Regions from separate parts of the Mus musculus genome. Here all the other regions are linked to region 2. The links are chromatin contacts, called in public HiChIP or PLAC-seq and promoter capture Hi-C maps. All regions are on one chromosome and are shown on one strand. The core of a region is the stretch at or near the end of the contact, and the rest is flanking DNA. Distances in the headings are between cores, read along the strand shown.

Region 1 (3,296 bases), core at 786-3,285, 2.8 Mb before region 2:
CATTCAGTTAAATAATGTAATACTTATTTTCTATGTGGAAAGCTGGAATCACTGAGCTAAGGAACATTTATTAGACTGAAAGAGAATCCAGTAAGATAATGGTGGAGGAGGAAGAGGAGAAGGAGGAGGGAGAAGAGGAGGAGAAAGAGGAGGAGGAGGAGAAAGAGGAGGAGGAGGAAGAAAAAGAAAAGAAGAGAAAAGAAAATGATAAATTGAGGTAAAGACCCAGCACGTCGTTAACCTTTTAGGATGTTGTCTGAGGAACTGGTTTCATGTCTTTAGTGTGACAAGGGAGGGATTCACAGACTCAATCACTAAGACCTGTTCATAATTTAAGTTCAAAGTTTATGGACAGAGATAACTTGCAGAACCATCTCATAAATGATTATCACTTAGTTTAAAAGTGTACCCCCAATTCTCACTGGTCCATTTCCCTTTACTTTCCCACATGCTGGCTCATGTGAGGGCCCGAGTCTGATCACACACACTCTTCCACATGGTTCTATAAGCAAATGGCATCCTTGCAGTAAGGAGGATCAAGAGAAAAGCTTGGTGTCTGCCTGCAAGTTCCAGCATGGCTTCGTCTAGCCGGTGTCTCCAAGTGAAAACTCTGGATTCACACTATTATTCCCCACTGTAGATGGGTTATTACAGCTAGCCAAACTATTTTCATTTTAATGATTTGACACTAATATTCTGTGATCTATTTAGATAAATTCAAAAATATACTTACATTATCTATTGACTTAAGTCTGAGCCCAATTTTTCCATCTTGATCCTTACACAAAATAACTTCACGGATCCCTTGCTTAATTTCTGCTCTCCGAATTCCAGCATCGTTACCTGTCACAGGTGCTACCATATAGTTCACACTGGATGGTCTTGCTACCAACTGCTAAGAAAAATACAAATTTGACAGTATTTAGAAACACAGCAATTAACTGGAACACACTCAGTTACAGTTCTTATAAATATTGCTCCATTAACAAATTCCCTCTAGTGAAGTCTGATTCCCACAATAATGCCAGTGGTTTTCTTTCCCCCATTACCCTTGGATAGAGAAAACTCAGTGACTTGTTACTTAAGTCAACTGGTACCCCTGTGTATGGGATCTGCTGCTGAACTGCATCAGCTAGCAACCACATAAGTGACACCAGCTGTCTCAAAAGACTGCATTGCCCAACGAGGTCATGCGACCTTAGACTGGGTAAGTGCACTTCCATGAAGCTGGTGCAGCAGGGAAAGCAAGCATGAATCATTTCTCAGAAGATATTCTGTCGCCAACAACTACACTGCAGTTTGCCTTGATTTCAAACATATTTTCCTAGAACTTAAACGTCACACTAGACTTTTGCAACTTTCTTTTTTCAGGGATTTTCTGTGATATAATCATAAAATTATCAATTTAAAAATAAGTTAATATGAACAAGGCTTTAAGTCAGGAATGAAATAAAAAGACAACATAAAAACATATTAAACTGCTCTTGACAAAAATCTCCGTGTGTACACATTGGGATTAGGAAAACCGAGGCACCAAGAGCAGGGCAGTAGAACTGTGGCTGATCTCATACAGAAGGTAAGTCAGCTCCAAATGGACTCCCAAAGCCATAACTGTGGAGATCTGCACATAAAACTAGGAGAAAACGCAAGACAAATCTCTCAATGACCTTTGTATGTAAGGAGAGCTACATCCGACTTAATGAGATCCTTCACAGCCGGGGTGGGGCCCAGAGGTGGGTCGTTTGAGAACAGCCTCAAAACCTATCTCAAAACAAACAAAAAAGTTCTTCACAACAAAAGCAGCATTCACCAAACTGAAAGCAGCCCATGGAATGGGAGAAGTTATTTGAAAATCATCATGTAGTAAGTGGCAAATATCCAAATGCATAAATAACTCAAAACTCAACAGCAAAAACAGCACACTCAATTTAAAAATGGGCAAAATGCCTACATACAAGCTTTTCCCAAAGATAACAAGAGGGTGGGTGGGTGACAGATCATTTATCATTAGAGAATCACAGCCAGAGAGATGACATCACCACCCCGTGTGTCAGTGTGCTGGGAACAAGCACAAGACTGACTCCAAGTACTACCACTTCATTGTCAGACTCCATTTAATCATAGGGAAAAACAAAATTCAGGTCCCAGACCCTAGGGGAGCTGGGGACTTCCCGATAGCTGAACAGCCTCCATTAAAAGGAAGCAGCTGAAAGCGTCCAGACATCTCCAGGACAACTGCTCCATGTTGCTGGTGGGGTCAAACCAAGTTCATGTTCACAGACCCAAGAACCTCCTCCAATTGGTGAAAACTCCCTTGCTAAGCCTTTATGTCAAAATATGATTGAGCAATGGTACAGCCCGCCGCACTTCTGCTTTACGCTTTCTTCCTTTAAATATGCCCTACAACATCCTTTCAGGCTACTCAATCAGTAGTGGCTTGATTGCAATAAATTTTGTCACCTACATTAACCTGGTGCTTGAGTCAAGTTGAATTTATGTTGGATTTAAACAGACCCCTCAGCAAGTATTATCTATCAAAAAAGACAAAAGTGCTGAAAAACGCAGGGGAAGGTCTAGGGGAAGGTTTAGGAGTACCCAGCCTTTAACGTAGCCAAGATATTTTAAAATTAACTGAGGGGTGTGTGTGTGTGTGTGTGTGTGTGTGTGTGTGTTCCATCCCTGAATCCAAAGAGTTCCTGGGTGTGTGGCTGGAAGCATGCAACCCAACAAGAGCACAGAGCGGTGTAGCCCAAACTCACTGGTACAGTATACCTTCTGTATAAAGCTGTATAAAGCTGTATACCTTCTGTATAAAGCTGGGGGGAAAAACTAAGTGGAACACAAAAGCAAAAACTACACGGTATGTGAAGTGAATTATGTACTAAGTGAAATATATGCTAAGAGAAATGTGCAGAACAAATTAAGTAAACAAAACGATAGAATAAGAACAGAGTATACCACAGAGCCTTATAAATGCAGATACTTCTAAAGTAACTTCAGATTACCTTCAAAGCAAGAAATGTACAAATGGGGAGGGGACACTTGTATGATGCTCACATAAAGGGATCAAAGTATACAGACCTGGGCAAAGGAAGTCAGATACACTGAAATAATAGCTATAATTGGCTTTTTTTCTTTGTTAGAAGATAAATTTTCTATAAACATAGCAACTAGCATTTTTGTTTTCTCCATGCCTCTTTTTACTTTACTGTTGGTTGACTTTACATTTTTTACTTTAAATTTTTTAAGATTTATTTTTATATAATTCATCTATATGTCTGTATTTGCCACTTCTG
Region 2 (3,397 bases), core at 882-3,381:
TTATACTGGTTTACGTAGTGAGTTTTGGGCCAGCCAGTCACTCAGTCACTTGGTAAGACCATGTCTTAAAGTCTTTAGGGTTGGGTCTCTATTTGCACCACGTGGACCCTGAGGATCAAGCCCAGGTCCTCAGTATTGGTGGTAAATGCCTTTACTCATTGAGCCACCTCACTGCTGCAGTCCAACTTTTCTTCCTTTCCTTTTTTTCTTTTTCTTTTTTTCTTCTTCTTGAGATAGGCTTTCTTTGTGTAACAGAACCCTGACTGTGCTAAAACCTATCTGAAGACCAGGCTGGCCTCGATCTCAAGAGATCAGCCTGCCTCTGCCTCCCCCTTCCTGAGTGCTGGGATTAAAGGCGTGAGTATTCACACCAGCCTATTTTAATACTTACTCAAACTATTTTTACATAAAAGTAATGTTTTCACTCAGGCCATTTTTACATAAAATTCTGTTAAGGATACTGGTTTTCTCGACTTTCTGCCAAAAAGGCACTTCAAGAAGACTCTAAATGGAGGAGTTCCTTTCCTCTCCCAAGGCTTCATATTTTTCACTGTCCATCCTGCCAGATTGCTATCAAAGCACCACAGACATGTCTCTTATCCAGTTGAGTTAACTGAGTAATTGTGCAAACCGCTACCTTAGTGCAATATTGATCTCTTTTGCTTAGAAAGTGAATTCAGCGCAGCCTGGTCCCATCTTATATTCCATTACCTACCAGCATCTAATAGGAGCATAAAAAAGAACTTTACTGAATTAAATGTACACCTGAGCGTTGGGAGTCATTTTTGTCTGCTTCTGTAAAAGCCTGTCTGTTAGGCGGAGTCAAGGCAGGTCAGGCTGACAGATTTCCTGGCCTGCCAACGGCATGGAACAAAAAGCTACAACTGAGGCTCAAGGAGAGAGGCTGAACGTTCGATTAATCTTTGTGGAAGGAACAGGGAGGCCTCCGGATGGGAACAGATATCCATTCTCTGTCAGCCATTGTCTGTGCTAGTTTGTGACTTTGTTTCCCATGATACTGTAAAGTGTATTAAGGTTATGAGAAATACATTTGGGGCCAGTGTGGTTCAGGCCTGCAGCCCTCCGGATTTCTAACCTTTGTCTCTGAGTCTTCTTTTCGGTCTTATAATCATCCTCACTCCCCCACTAGAAGACTGTTCAACTCTGAACCAGCAGGACCTGTGCAAATGAGCCTAGTACATTTTTTAAATGTTAAATTTAACATGGTGTTATATTTCTTTTTTGAGGAAACTTTCAGATATCTTCCCTCAAGTACATAATGAAAATGAGTACCTTCAAATTTAAAATTTGTCAATGCTTTTCCCACCAGAAGGTACTTTCTATTCTGGCAATTTTAAACATGAAACCAACATTTCCCCCAGAGATGTCTCTAAAACTGCCATAAACAGTTAACACTTTTATCTCAAATAATTAGACGTTTCAGATACATAAATTTTTGTTGGAAAGGATTTTACAGTTTGCAAATAGAGCTCTAATTTGATCCTTCATCTCATCAATCTATTTGTATTAGTTTACACTTCACACTCCATCTTACTGGTATAGCTCAGGATGGTCTTGAATTTGCTATCCTTCTGCATGGCCAATACCTGGGCCATCTCGCCCGACTCAACCAATGTTGAGATTGGCCCTTCATTTATGGAAACCCGAAATGACACATATAAGGTACCACATTTAAAAAAAAATCAAAATTATATTAATCTTCCCTTTAGTAATTGCAGTAGAACATTCCTTCATGCCCGCGGGGTTTCGAGTTTCTTAGACATCAGGTCATGTGGCTTTCTGGAAAGCCTCTCTCTAACTCTGCGACACCCCCATTCCTGAGCAAGGACAGAAAGTGAGAGAGGACCGTCGCGACTTACTCCACAAATGCCCGGGAGCAGAGGCAAAGGATCTTGTACTCCTCCTCGCGGTCTTCAATGAAGAGCAGCATTTCGGCCACATGGTTCCACTTCTCGCAACACATTTCGTTATCCGGGCTCGCTCTGGTGTTGTCCGCGACTGGGCCGGGCGCTGTTGCTGAAGACAGAAAGGCGTAACTCGCGCGGGCAGAGGAGCGGAACGCGCCTGGGGACGCTCGAGCCGGGAGCCAGCCAGCCGCGCTACCGGAAGCAGCGACAGCAGCTACCGGAAGGGGCGGGGCGACCGACGGTCCTACACCCAATGTGGCTCGGCCTTCTTCCTCTCAGGCAGTTAAAGGAAACCGGCACTACCCGCGTGTCTGCTTCTCCCGGCTCTGCCGCCGACCAGCTGCCGAGGTCGCCGATTTCCTGTGACTTTCTTGTCAGGTGCGTCGAGCTCCCCATGGACTTCTCCATGCTGTTCTAGCCGGTAGCAGGCGTGGTGTCCTGGTCGCGGGGCCCGGAGCGGAAAGCCGGACTAGTTCCCGGCCTCTGCGCCTGCGCCGTGCAGTATATCTACAACTGCAGTATTCCTTCCTTTCATAACTCCTAAATTCAATATACCAGTCTAGATGTGAATTATAGATAGGCATGGTGGTATACACCTTTAATCTCAGACTTGGGAGGCAGAAGCAGACAGATCTCTCTGAGATCAAGGCCAGCTTAGTCTGCAGAGCAAGTCAGGTCCACACAGATGCTGTCTCAAAAATAACTAAATGTCTTACAGCATTATTGGAGAGAGTGACTAGAGTTAGACTATGATGCAGTAGAAGAGTAGTCATTAAAAGAGTAGGGGACTTTAACCAAAAGTAGAAGAGCATTTTTATATTGAAAAACAAAATCTTTGCAAGGTAATGTACATCAGAACCCGGAGAAAGAAGCTTGAACTCAAGGGGTTTTTGTTGTTTGTTTTCTTTTTATTGATAAGTGACACATGGGTGTGAGGAGAAGGCTTATTGGTTATTCGAGTTGGTTAAAGGGACAAAACATTCACGGGTGCATGAAAGTTGTCCTCCGCCTTCACATGCTCACTCATGCATCCTCCCCACAGGGTCAGGTGATTAAAAAAAAACATTTTAAAATTCTTTAAAAAGCCAATGGCATGTAATAATTTTACATATTTCTGGGTCACGGGGCAGCATTTCAGTGCATGTAGAAGATCATGAGAAGATACATTCATGAGAAGATCCGGGGAAACGATATATTTCTCACCTCAGACACTGTTTCTTTGTGTTGGGGCATTCAAACTGTTCTCTCTTAGCTGTTTTTGGATACTCACTTTGTAATCCAGTTTTCCTACTGTGCTTTAAAAGTTAAGTCTTCCTTTTGGCTATGCTCCACACCCACTAAATCACCATGTCTATATACTTCCCTGCACTTGTCCTGACTCGCTGTTAATCTTTGAGATTAACTTCCTTGTATGAGAGACTGATATGGCACCACCCAGAGTTAGTGTGAGACTTCCCACCTCCATTAAC
Region 3 (3,345 bases), core at 564-3,063, 2.9 Mb before region 2:
TCTTGCAGTCAAGGTCATTTAAATAAGTTTGCATTCTTGGGTTTCTGATTGGTTCTAAGGACTCATGAGGATGATCCACTTGCCAGTTGATTTCTATCATTGGGCAAGAACTTCAGGGGTCCCTTCGCGTTTTCACATACTCAGAGGAAAGTTTGTGCCAGTGTCACGCCCTGGAAACAAGATTCTTTCCTTAGTTATCTCGGTGCCAGGACTGAGCCAGGCTCCAGCATGATCAGCGCTGCTCTAGCACCGAGCTGCACTTCTAGACCCTGAGATTTACTGTTAATCCAGTTATTTAACAAAGTAATCATCCAAGAATATTGATAATTTAGTTGTTTCCACACTACTTTTTAAATTCACAAATCAGAAATGGAGTTATTTTTTAGTTAAGCATTTTAGGAGTAGAAAAGGCATCTTTGAGTGGTTTTATATGGAGAAATGAAACTGACCTAAAAGCAATTGTAATTATGTGTTCTAACCCTGATAAAGGAAGTGTGCTAAGGGTAGGGTCTTTCTCTGTGGCCCAAGCTCCTGTCTCAGCTTCCTCCTAGTGCTGGCATAAAACGTAGCACCGCTGCTCTTTATGTAGGCTCTAAAAGTCGGTCTTAACAATATAAAAGTAGGAAGTCACATGATGGAGAAAGAGCTTCAGGACTGATCAGTTAGGAGACATTTGTTTCTGTGATATGTAAGCTCTTCAATTAATAAACAAGCCAGGCCTCCATTGTGCCATTTGAAAGCATGTCAACCTTATTTAAGCAGCCACTTGATGACTGTAGTGTTTCGGCAGGTAAGCAAGCTCACTCACACTGAGGTTAAGCCGAGGCAGTGGATTGGTTCCTAACTTTTCTTACTTTTGCTGGAAACATCTTTGCAGGTTCCAAAGTGTTTCTGAAAAGCTGCACATGGAGTGCAAAGCAGAGATGGTAACACCTCTAGTGACGAACCCTGGGCATGTGTGCATTACAGACACCAGCCTGTATTTCCAGCCTCTCAATGGGTACCCGGTACGTAGATCTCGGGGCCATGTTCAGTGCTTGCTTCTGTCTTTCAGCTAAATTTTCCAGGAACCTGATGTTATAGTTACTATGCCCTCACATCTTGGGGAAGGTCAAAGTCGTTTGACAACCCTGTGTAGCAGTGTGGCTTCCTAGTGCCCTGTGTAGTTGGAGTAGATGCACACTCCCCCGTATTTCAGCCATTCTGAAGGACCTTGTACCCAGTAGTGCGTAAAGAAAGTCCGCCCCTCCTGACTATGGATGAGACTTCTCCTCCTGCTGGGAAGCTCGGGGTAAGACACCCAGAAAAGGCTGTGGTGAATGAGAAGCTGATGGTGAGAGGGGGACTGCTTGCTTCTCCTTCACTGCAGACAGTGGGTCTCTGGCTTCCGTGAGTGCTGGTGTAAGGTTCTCACAGCTAGTGTGGCATCATGTATGATGCCACAGTCAGCAGCTGTAGGACCGTCCCCTCCCACCATCTAGGAAATCATCTTCTCTTTGAGAACACTAGACCTAAAACTATGCCAGGAAGTGAACACAAACTCAGATCTCTACACCACACTAACACTAGTAGAGACTCACTGCTTGCTTTTCCAGAGATGGGCCTTTTCTGTGTGGGCCATGCTAGCAGGACAAGTCCCGTCTCTCTGGCCACACAGCTGTGCCGTTTGCAGGGAACCTTAACCACAGGGGGCGGGCATTTTCTGTGGAAGAAGAGAATGCTCTGGAAATTGTCTAGGCTTCATTGGCTCTAAACACCTCACTCAGACATGGTGTCATAACACTTTTGTTCACTAGATGGCGGCACATACTGGGCAAAGCTTCCAATGACATGGCACATGGCTGGCTGGCTTGGTGTTCTCTGATACTGGCTGCTACTGTTACTATTTTTGGTCAGAAACTTGCAGAAAATGTATGGCACCACAGCCTCAGGGGACACAGTGCACATGTGTTTATTCCCAACTCCTGGCCAGGCTTCCTCACTGATGCATAGCCTGGCTTTCCTGTCACCTGGGAGCAGGAATGTTGGAGCTCTGCCCTTTACCTAAGCATACAATATTTTCTAATTTTGACTCTCTCTTATTACTGTTTATTATTATTATTTCAAGTTCCAGAGAATCAATTTTTTTTCCTTTAAAAAAGTAACAGCTTTAATTATGTTTTAATTTATGAGCTTTAATACTCTGTAATATTAAGGAGATGAAAAACATAATTCTTTAAAATAAAAAAGATGATAGGGAAAAGCAAGCCCTAGAGAAACTCAGGGCTGGAGCAATGGTTCAGTAGTTAAGAGCATGTGCTGCCAGCCATGAGGACCAGAGCTAGAACCCTGGCACCCACAGCACATGGCATCCCATGCATCCCAGAAACCTCAGCGCAGAGCTGGGTGGAGACAGGTTCAGGGAGAGACCCTGCCCCAACAGATAGGTGGAGAGAGAGCAAGAGCGAGAGAGAGAGAGAGAGAGAGAGAGAGAGAGAGAGAGAGAGAGCAAGGGGCACCTGATGAATCCTCCTGGCCTTCACATATGAGTGAAGATGCATGTAGCCCTACATACTTAGGTGCCTGCAGACACTCTAAGGTACATCGACAATCAGACAGACAGACAAATAATTTTCTAAAAGAACAGACTTTTTGAATAGCTATTTATGCTCATTCCTGAATGTTCCACACTATACACTAACCCTTGTGATACCTGAAAGATGAAGGTACCATTTTCATCTGAGATTACTGACAAGGGTTAGAAACGTGTCCAAGCTAAATGTGAAACCAGGTATGATTTGTCCAAGATCTCACCTAGGTGTTCACCTGCAGCGCAGTGGGAAGGCAAGGATGGGCTTCTCTTCCTCCCTACTGTAAGATACAACCAAACAGTTTCTAACTGAGCTACAGTTGTGACACTTGACACTGTCTCTGTGCTTTTTAAAGAAACCTGTGGTCCAGATAACACTGCAGGATGTCCGGCGCATTTACAAAAGGAGGCACGGCCTCATGCCTTTGGTGAGTTCGGTTGCCTGTGGGGGAGTCAAGTCTGCAGTGTAGCGGCTGAATGACTTGTAGGCCCCTGCACAGGCCTGGAAGCACACATGTGCAGTCTGTGAGCATGTGGAAGCTAGAAATTGATACAGGAATTACATTTCTGGAAATAAGAGGTTCTATTGCAGAAAATATTTTTTTGTTCAAAGAGCAAAACGCTGGAGAGTTCTCCAGCTTCTTGCTCGTGAGTTTTCAGAGCTTCTGGCCTGAGGCTAGACCAGTGTTTGCAGAGCAGTCCAGTGTGCCTCCACCTTGTACCCACTGCAGGTGGGTCTCAGAGTGAGACTGGGAGGACCCTCAAAGTCCTTTAGT

The links. Promoter capture Hi-C pulls out the DNA fragments that hold promoters and counts their contacts. HiChIP or PLAC-seq counts read pairs in DNA pulled down with a chosen protein or histone mark.
Region 1: a contact with region 2 is called in an H3K27ac HiChIP or PLAC-seq map of large pre-B cells, with 6 times the contacts expected there. The contact joins the enhancer-like site here to the promoter of Tgs1 in region 2. A contact is called at or near these places in 4 of 39 promoter capture datasets (the 3T3-L1 cell line, cranial neural crest, liver and 1 more) and 2 of 115 datasets of contacts at active chromatin or transcription factors (astrocytes and large pre-B cells).
Region 3: a contact with region 2 is called in a promoter capture Hi-C map of the 3T3-L1 cell line, with 7 times the contacts expected there. The contact joins the enhancer-like site here to the promoter of Tgs1 in region 2. A contact is called at or near these places in 5 of 39 promoter capture datasets (the 3T3-L1 cell line, cranial neural crest, liver and 1 more) and 1 of 115 datasets of contacts at active chromatin or transcription factors (astrocytes).

The regions. Positions count from the first base shown.
Region 1 is chr4:6,382,625-6,385,920 of GRCm38.p6, reverse strand. It overlaps Sdcbp (syndecan binding protein), which reads right to left. Exons shown (of 9, transcript NM_001098227.1): 5 at 734-895. Among named protein-coding and RNA genes, the nearest start is that of Sdcbp, 19 kb to the right of the region's middle. Within about 2 kb of position 2,035, at least 101 of the 459 cell types and tissues checked have an H3K27ac peak or open chromatin away from gene starts, as enhancers often do.
Region 2 is chr4:3,573,613-3,577,009 of GRCm38.p6, reverse strand. Tgs1 (trimethylguanosine synthase 1) reads right to left here and starts at 2,131. Exons shown (of 13, transcript NM_054089.4): 1 at 1,881-2,131. The coding sequence starts at 1,984. It overlaps Tmem68 (transmembrane protein 68), which reads left to right and starts at 2,157. Exons shown (of 8, transcript NM_028097.4): 1 at 2,157-2,306.
Region 3 is chr4:6,426,054-6,429,398 of GRCm38.p6, reverse strand. Nsmaf (neutral sphingomyelinase (N-SMase) activation associated factor) reads left to right here. Exons shown (of 31, transcript NM_010945.2): 10 at 878-1,007; 11 at 2,926-2,997. Among named protein-coding and RNA genes, the nearest start is that of Nsmaf, 27 kb to the left of the region's middle. Within about 2 kb of position 1,813, at least 51 of the 459 cell types and tissues checked have an H3K27ac peak or open chromatin away from gene starts, as enhancers often do.